Linked DNA regions of Mus musculus: all the other regions are linked to region 2. Evidence: chromatin contacts called from public Hi-C and Micro-C data. All regions are on one chromosome and are shown on one strand. Each heading gives the region's core, a stretch centred on a gene start, on an enhancer-like site or on the middle of the called end of the contact. The rest is flanking DNA. Distances are from core to core; before and after follow the strand shown. Region 1 overlaps Wwc2 (WW, C2 and coiled-coil domain containing 2). Region 2 holds the start of Cdkn2aip (CDKN2A interacting protein). Region 3 overlaps Wwc2 (WW, C2 and coiled-coil domain containing 2).

Evidence for each region. Hi-C and Micro-C count contacts between places; a contact is called where the count stands out from the background.
Region 1: a Hi-C map of nephron progenitors shows a contact between it and region 2, with 3 times the contacts expected there. The contact joins the enhancer-like site here to the promoter of Cdkn2aip in region 2. A contact is called at or near these places in 1 of 39 promoter capture datasets (stem cell-derived epiblast-like cells), 1 of 484 Hi-C or Micro-C datasets (nephron progenitors), 3 of 115 datasets of contacts at active chromatin or transcription factors (bone marrow-derived macrophages, embryonic stem cells and memory CD8 T cells) and 2 of 9 other capture datasets (adipose tissue and liver).
Region 3: a Micro-C map of muscle stem cells shows a contact between it and region 2, with 5 times the contacts expected there. The contact joins the enhancer-like site here to the promoter of Cdkn2aip in region 2. A contact is called at or near these places in 2 of 39 promoter capture datasets (the 3T3-L1 cell line and liver), 3 of 484 Hi-C or Micro-C datasets (the C2C12 cell line, DN3 thymocytes and muscle stem cells) and 7 of 115 datasets of contacts at active chromatin or transcription factors (DN3 thymocytes, acute myeloid leukemia, bone marrow-derived macrophages and 1 more).

What each region holds. Positions count from the first base shown.
Region 1 is chr8:47,930,995-47,933,969 of GRCm38.p6, reverse strand. All of the region lies in intron 1 of Wwc2 (WW, C2 and coiled-coil domain containing 2), which reads left to right. Among named protein-coding and RNA genes, the nearest start is that of Gm39173, 17 kb to the left of the region's middle. Within about 2 kb of position 1,514, at least 122 of the 459 cell types and tissues checked have an H3K27ac peak or open chromatin away from gene starts, as enhancers often do. A contact at or near this core is called in adipose tissue and nephron progenitors, where this site is marked.
Region 2 is chr8:47,712,675-47,715,374 of GRCm38.p6, reverse strand. Cdkn2aip (CDKN2A interacting protein) reads left to right here and starts at 1,444. Exons shown (of 3, transcript NM_172407.3): 1 at 1,444-1,855; 2 at 2,357-2,487. The coding sequence starts at 1,605.
Region 3 is chr8:47,850,483-47,853,182 of GRCm38.p6, reverse strand. Wwc2 (WW, C2 and coiled-coil domain containing 2) reads left to right here. Exons shown (of 23, transcript NM_133791.5): 17 at 1,157-1,278. Among named protein-coding and RNA genes, the nearest start is that of Cldn22, 27 kb to the right of the region's middle. Within about 2 kb of position 1,447, at least 92 of the 459 cell types and tissues checked have an H3K27ac peak or open chromatin away from gene starts, as enhancers often do. A contact at or near this core is called in the C2C12 cell line, acute myeloid leukemia, bone marrow-derived macrophages and 1 more, where this site is marked.

The DNA.
Region 1 (2,975 bases), core at 265-2,764, 220 kb before region 2:
AGCAGCCCGCCTTTCCTCTTGGCCCTTAGTTAGCATTCCATGGTACAACTCAATCCGTCCCCAGCCCGACAAATGTCAGCCCAGTGCCTGGGCTTCTCCGAAACGACCTGCAAGGGAACTGGGGAAGCTTGCTCTCAGTGAGTTCACATTGCCTCCATTTTTTTTGTTTCTGACAAGGCACCTTTTCTGTAAGCTGCACCAGATGCTGGCCTGCAAGTCTCCAGCGCCTCTGGTTGAGCCTCTGCAGAGAATTGATTCTTCCCTCCCTGCCAGCTCTGGTGCGCTGTTTCCTAACTGGCTTCCCAGGCGCAGGCTACAGTGAAGTCTTGGAAGCTGGAAGCCCATTTCAGGCTCTTGCAGTGCGATTTGATCTGCTTCTGGGCTTTTTCTTTGGTGACTTGGTTTCCCCATTTTTCTGGTTTGCTAAGTCACCTCTCTACCATTTCTCTGTTACCCCTAATTAAGGTGCTCTTGTCTATGACCCCTCCTTTATTCCTTTGCATTTATGGTTTTTTTTTAAGTTTTTGTTTATTTTTATTTTTTGTGTGTGATTGTTTGCCTAACTTTACATCAGTGTACCTTGTGTATGCAGTGCCCTCAGGCTAGAAGAGGTCACCTGGTCCCCTGGGACTAGAGTTAGTGACAGTTGTGAGCCACCATGTTTGTTTCCTTTCAGAAGTTTATTTCCCTTCATAGTTCAATTGAGCCAGGTGTAGTGGCGAATACCTTTAGTTCCAGCACTTGGGAGGCAGAGCCAGGCAGATCTCTGTGAGTTCGAGGAGCTTCGAACTGGTCTATAGAGTGAGTTCTAGAACAGCTGTTCCAAAGCTACTATACAGAGAAACCCTGTCTCAAGGGAAAATAATTCAGTTGAGATAAATACTCAGTTTGACATTCCTAATTCATCGGAATAGAGCAAATCCTTAAGTCATTTATTTTATGTTGTTTTGAGTTTTGGTTCTATCTAATTTTGAACATACTTGTTCCTATAGAATCGGCTAAATTACTAAAGATATGTCCCTGATAAGGAGGGGTTGGTGAAAGCCGGCAGGGACAGAACATCTTTTATTGTTCACTGATGATAGTGGTCTTTCCTAACTCCTGTGCTACTTACTGCTCTAAGCCTCAGCGAGGCTCTGGTCTGCGTGGCTCATCAGCTTTTAGAATAAAGGGACGGTGTTTCTGTGAGCAGCTCTATCTAGAGCTCGCCTGGCCCAGCCCAGCCCATGTCACCTTGCGTGTCACCTTGTCCCCTGTGCCTGCACTCAGCCTCATGGCTTTTGTTTGCCTCAAATGGAGTCTGAGGCTAAGCTCAAAGGGCATGCATTTTTGTTTATGACTAAGGGCTGATCTCTGAAGTTATCAGACATTCCTCACATTCCATATGTCTAACTTTTAGTGCTTGGCGGATCTGGTGCTATGCCAGAAGAAAACACAGGCTAGCGAGGAGGAGGAAACACCACAGTGGAGAAATCCAGCCATATGTTTACCTAGCAAAGCACGCGTGCAGTATGGAATGGATTTGTAGCATGTCAATGCCATTCCTTAGGCTGCTTAGCAGCATTGCTCACTTTTCTGATATTTGAGTCTTGAAATTCCAATCTAGGAGCTTTAGAAAAACCCGTGATTCTTTCCATCTGTGTGCATGTTGTTCTCAGGGCCAGCGCTCGGTGCTGTAGTACAATAGCAAAGGCTAGTGGTATTGTGGGAGTGACTCTGTGTGACGGATGGGCGTCATCAGTACAGATGTGGTCCACAGAGTCAGACACACTGAGTGCTGAAGGAGGAGCGCCACCTTTTGTTTGTCTTCCCAACCCTGCGGGAGAAGGGACTGTGCAGAGGGAAAATGGCATCAGCGAGTCAAGCACGGAGGGGTCTGTGACAGACAGCACACTCGCATTGGTCCACACTGCTAAGGAAATAAACAGCTGGTAAACTCTAGTGACCCCTTGCTTATATAGCAAGTCAACTGAAGATGCAAGTCCAGAAGCACTCATGCAAACCATCACATGGCCAGTCTGTCACTAAAACGTGTTGCGGAACCTCCAGTCTGCCTTGGCCAAATATTACATATACTACAAAGACATCAAATTGGATTCTAATGTCGATAACTTAAATGCAGATTTTAAAAATATTTCAATCAGAAATTTAAATAAAAGTCTGAATTTTTTTTTTTTTGCCCTTTTTTTCTGGCATTCATCAGGATTTAGGGAAAGTAAATAAGAAAGTTCCCTCATCTTATATAAAATATCTGTGTAGACATTCTGTAGAATCTGGCTGTAATTGAATTATATCTAAATTAAAAAGCCTTTAGCCAGTGTTCCTAAGAAACCCAGCAATGTTTATGGATGCAGATGTCCCTTCCCTACGTGCCCACACCCTGGCACAATACGCCTGCACACACAGTACGCCTGTACAGGCAGTATGCCTGCACACACAGCAAGCCTGCACACACAGCACGCCTGCTTCTGGCTGTGCTTTCCCTCCAGCGTGAGCAGCTGCAGGTGTGTAGAAGCTGCCGGACTCGTTTACCTTCTCAAAGCTTCCTTTGGAAGAGTCAGACTGGACTTAATTGTCTGGGAATCTGCTGTGATGCCTTCGTGGCCTTCAGTGCTGGGTGCCTATATGAAATGAGAGGTATCTGCGGGATGCAGGAAGAGCACTGACTGCAGTTCCATGGGGACCAGTTAGGTGACGTCCTGTCAGTGAATGATCATGCTTCACTAACTAGCTAGATATCTGATATATCTCAGCACTCCTTCCTGAAAAGCTTCACGGCCATGGCAACCCAAAACTTTCTCCGGTCCAGCACCTTGTTCCCATCACTCACCCACACAGTTTATGCGTGTGTGTAGCTGTGTGACAGGTGCCACCCTTCTGAGTTCACCTTTATAAACCTACATCGGACAACATACCAGTCCGTATCTAACCTAGAGCTTATCCAAGGCTACTTGATACGGCGTTGTTTGAGGATG
Region 2 (2,700 bases), core at 195-2,694:
AAGGGGTTCTTTTGTGGAGTCCTGAAACTAGCTCTGTAGACCAGACTGGCCTCAACTCACAGAGATCCCCCTGCCTCTGCTCCAGAGTGCTGGAATTAAAGGGGTGCTTTGTCTCTCCTTGCCAGTGTGGCCTCTTTGAAAGCCTTTTCCTGCTTTCCACTACTAACGTGTCCCTTCTAATTGCCTTATTGGAGCTGAACAGTGTTGGGGCACAGGCCCATGGCTATCAAGTTTAGTAACCAAATGACTGAATTTTTGCGTGATTATTCTGATTTAAGCATTTTCACAACAAAACGCAAAAATCTATTGAGGGAAAATTCAATTACATAATTTATCACTATCTCATATTATTACATTGATCCTTTGATTTATTGACACATACCTAGACTTGGAAATGTTAATAAACACGCCAGAAAAAAAAATCCATGGGTTGGAGAGATGGCTCAGTAGTACGAGATCTTAGAGAAGACCTCCAGCACCCACAGGGCGCTGGGTTCAATTCCCAGCACCCACAGGGCGCTCAAAATCCTGGGTCAACTCAACTCCAGGAGAGCCATTGCTCTCTTGCCTCCAAGGGCACCAGGCCCACACATGTAGCACAGACACACATGCAAGCAAAAAATCGAACTCATAAAACAAAACAAAACAAATGCAGAAGCAGTTGCTCTTGAGGACTGAGGCCAGGACGAGATAAGCAGATACATTTCCATTTTGGTCCAACCGGGATTAACAGTTAAAACCAGTTGGCACGGGGTCATTTATAGTTCGGGGACCAAAAGCGTTAAGGGAGAGGAAGCGGGTTGAACCAGGAACTTAAGAAACCGCGGAAACCCAGCCAGATCGTGGGGCGCAAGCGCAAAGGCCTGGTTTCAAAGAGCCGGTTAGATCCAACTGGAGGAGCCGCTTGTGCTCGTCGTTAAGTTACAACCGTGCTCGGTACTTTTATTGTCCCCATCCCACAAGGCATCCGCAGGTCCCCAAACGCCCGGAGACCTTCCGAGCCTCGGGCCCAAGGGTTCAGCGGCTTTCGCGGCAGGGCGCAGGCGCGGAAGCCAGCTTTTGTTTATTTTGGCCGCGTGCGACCGCGAGCGTCCGAGGGCGGAACGCGCAGGAGGGGCGGGGCGGCAACTCGGACGCCTCCAGGTCTCCGCGCTCCGCCCGCTTTGTCCCACCGCCCCCCTCTCCCGGCCCCCCGGAGCGCGGCGTCACAAAGCGCCGGCGGAACGCCCCAGCGGCCGCCCCTAGGCGCCGAGGGCGGGGAGGGCCGCTGGCCGCTGAAGTCGCCTCGGCCCCGCCTCCGCCGGCGCGACCGCCGAGCGAGTCGCTGGCGACTGGGCGCTGCAAAGCATCCTGGGAGGACGCGCTCGCGCCGGAAGGTCGCGTGTGCGCGCGGCGGCAGCGGCGGCGGCGAGGTTATAAAAGGGAGCGAGGCGGTGGCCGGCGGAAGTGGGCGGTTCGTCGGCGCCTTGTTCTGTTGTTTGGGGTTTGGGCTCCTGGAGGGGCGTTCTCGGGAGGGCCGCCGGTGCAGGCCGCGCTGACACAGGGCCGCTTCGCCCCCGGGGCTCCGTGCGCTTGCGCTCTCCCCGTCCCGCAGGGTCCCCAACATGGCGCAGGAGGTGTCCGAGTACCTGAGCCAAAACCCGCGGGTAGCCGCCTGGGTGGAGACGCTGCGCTGCGAGGGCGAGACGGACAAACACTGGCGCCACCGCCGGGAGTTTCTGCTTCGCAATGCCGGGGACCTGGTCCCCGCCACCGACGAGACTGCGGACGCGGAGAGCGGAGCCCGCACTCGGCAGCTCCAGCAGCTGGTCTCCTTCTCCATGGCCTGGGCGAACCATGTCTTCCTAGGGTGCCGGTGAGTGGAGGGAGCGTCGCTCTCCAGCCAGCCTTCCGGGCTTTGCTCCACGCCCCCTGCCGCTGGCCGGGGAGCGCTTTCGCGGGGACCGGCGACGCTGGGGAGGGCCGCTTGGGAAGCGCGGGAATCGGTGTGACACTGTGGGTCCTCGGAGGGAGAGCAGGAAGGGCGTCCGGGGCTGTCCCCGACCTCACAGTTGCCGGGCGTCCGGGTGGTATGCGCCCGGCAGATGGAGTTGTTGGTGCTTAGCTGACAGTATCTGCCCGGGAGACCCCGAGTTTAAAGGTTCCCTGGCACAGACCCGCCTCCCGAGCCCTTAGGGCATTCGTCTGGGCCATCTTCGATTGTCGCGCGGTTCGTACACTTTGATCACGACCAGGAAATGCAGTCTGCGCACTCCTGCATTCCTCACGCTGCCAGTACTTTCGGAAAAAAAAAAATAAAGCATAACAACAACAAAAACAAACCACTTCTTGAGAGCGACTTTTGCTTCTTTTTCAGGTACCCTCAAAAAGTTATGGATAAAATTCTTAGTATGGCTGAAGGCATCAAAGTGACAGATGCTCCAATCCATACCACACGAGACGAACTGGTTGCCAAGGTGAAGAAAAGAGGGATATCAAGTAGCAATGGTTAGCAGATCATAGATGTGAACATACATAGGAGTTTAGAAAATATGCTTTATAAAATTAGGAATCGCTGTCATTACTAATTTTTTTTAACAATCCAGAATGTGTATGCTGTATTAATCTAGTTAAAATGTTAAAGCTACACTGTGTGTGTATGTGTGTCTGTCTGAGTCTGTCTGTCTGTTTTGGTGCTGAATTTGATTAACTTTTAGATTT
Region 3 (2,700 bases), core at 198-2,697, 140 kb before region 2:
CCCCTGGTTTTCTCTTACCCCCAGTTCTTAGGATGATCAGTGGCCAGAGTCCTTGAACATACATCCCTTGCCGTGACTGGGGCACCAACTAACCTGTCTTAGCTGTTTGTCTTCTCTGTTGGTGGCTATTTGTCCTGACTTCTCTCACATCCATTCCCATGGACATGGCCTTGTGAGCTGTCATCTTGCCACCGACCCAACCTAAACTGGTAGAGTGGACCCCGCCCTGTCTCCTCCCACTGCTCGCCAGGTTCTCTCCTCCCTGCCATGCAGCAGCTGTTTTCCTATGCATTGCTGTGGTTTTCTTTGTCTTCATGTTAGTAGAAGAATCTGTAATTTCATCAGTTTTTCTTTAATATGCGAGTTGCCAAAGTTTAATTGCTATCTCTGATAAACTGCAGTGTGTGAATCACTTGTGAGTCTGCCTCTGTTGTCTATTTGGGGGAGGGGGGGTGGCTTTCTACCCTTAGCTATTGGTGGAATGCTGGCCGTATTATAAAAGCGCCAGCTGAAATACTGCGGAGAGGAGCTGGTGCTCTTCTGGAAGGCAGATGACACCATGGGAAAGTTGCCTGTGTCACCTAGGGGGATTGAATTCCAAGTTTTCTCTCTTAGAGCCCTGTGAGGCATGAGATATCTGCTGGCTGTTTAGGTTGCTAGTGACTGGTTTTGGCTTTCGCTGTGTCTGGCTTTGTACAGATGTAGCTTTGGAAGGCAAAATGTGTAATTTGGGGCCCACCTCACCATTCATTTCCTCTACCCCTTTTATGTGGACTGCCTTGGTAGCTCTGCACTCCATGCTGGTGTTTGCATGCTGTGGGCTGCGGGGCCACCATTCCAGGCGCCCATCTGTTGAGCCTGCGGGCCTCATGGCTAGGTTGACAAATGCCGTTAGAGGAAGCACTGGCAGTGATGGCCACCTCTCTTCTGTCTTCGCTTTCTCTGAGACCTCAGCCCTCCAGCCTGACAGCCCCCTGACAGTCCTCTTGCCTTGCAACATCTGGGAGTTTGTGTTTGTTTTTGGTTTCATTTTGCTCAGCTCTCATATCTGTTCTCAGCAGGTCTGGTACAAGCTGTTTCTTCACAGCTGGAAATGTAAGTCTGCATCAGATTTGGAGTGTCTGGTGTTAAGTGCCGTATGGTTTCCGTTCTGCAGGACGCCGTGTCAGCCTTACTTGCGAGAACTTCAGCTGAGCTCTTGGCTGTGGAACAAGAACTGGCCCAGGAGGAGGAGGAGGAGGAGCTAAGGCCAGAGCGGCGGGGTCCAGGGAGAGACTGGTGAGCAGCCTCTGCCTTTCTCTGGGGAACTTGGGCCAGACTTAGTTTCTCTCAGGACCTTTGGGGTGGTTTATAGGTTCCTATCTTAGTTTGGAACTGTGGCAAACAGTGCAGCATCAGGGTGTGCTGGCTAGAGCCTCTCCCTGTCATTGGAGAGTTAGAGGAAGGAAGGGAGAAACTGGCAGGGTCAGCCCATTAGCTGGGCTCTTTCTCTTGCTCCTGCGGCAGTGCCTGCTGTGTGCTGTGCATTTGATTTTTGTCTACACTTTCATTTAGAAAGCTATGAAGTCTTATGTTACAGAGCAGTGGTTCTCAGCTTGCAGGTAGGGACCCCTGAGGTCTGAACAACCCTTTCACAGGGGTTGCCTAAGACCATCAGAAAGCACAGATATTTATGTTGATTCATAACAGTATCAAAATTACAATTATGAAGTAACAGCAAAATAATTTTTATGATTAGGGATCATGACAACATGATGTATTAAAGGGTTGCAACTTTCTTCTCTCTCTCTCTCTCTCTCTCTCTCGCCCCATCTCTGTCTCTGTCTGTCTCTCTCTGTCTCTGTCTGTCTGTCTCTATCTCCCTCTCTCTCTCTCTGTCTGTCTCTGTCTCTGTCTGTCTCCCAGAAGTATCATTCAGGATGTTCTTAGGCAAAGTCGCTATCATCACTGCAATATTGGTCTTGGGTTTCCTCCTCTGTGTCAGCAACCCGTCCTTTAAGGATGTCAGGTCATGTGTCTGTGTGTCTGTCTGCATGCAAAGGCCATCTCCTAGGTGTCTGCTATGTTCTCTTAAAAGACATTTTAGCCAGTGCCTCCATTTTGAGTAGCTTTCATGTATAAACGAATTCAGATTAATTTTTATGAACAGTCATTATACTATTATGCAACGGTTGGACGACTTAGCATGTAAGGTCTGCACTCGTGTGTATGTATGTACACATGCAAAGATAAAACATGTTAGAAATTCAGAGTGATGAGGAATGTCACAAATGTTAGACGTGGACATTTGTAAGGAAGGGCTACAGCATGATGTCCAAAGGCACAGGGACACCGTAGATAAGGCCAGCATGGGAGAGACGTTCATAAGGTTTGTCCTAGTGTCCCTAAGCATCAAGCTTTTCTGCCAGTTCAAGGAATGCACTTCGTGGGTTTAAAAGGGGGGACTTTCAGTTCTCTGTGGTCACTATTGGTTCTCCCTTGTGTTCCCTTCATGGCTGGACACTTAATAACCAGTCTGTCAGTCTGCCAATATGTCACCCATTGTGGTTAAGGCTTGACACTTAAGTCAGTGAAAAGGATTCTTTCTAGTTTTAGAACAGGAAACTCAGCCAAGTGTGCCATGTTCCAACCTTCACAGTGGTCCTGCAGTGTCACTCTGTCAGCCAAGTGTGCCATGTTCCACCCTTCACAGTGGTCCTG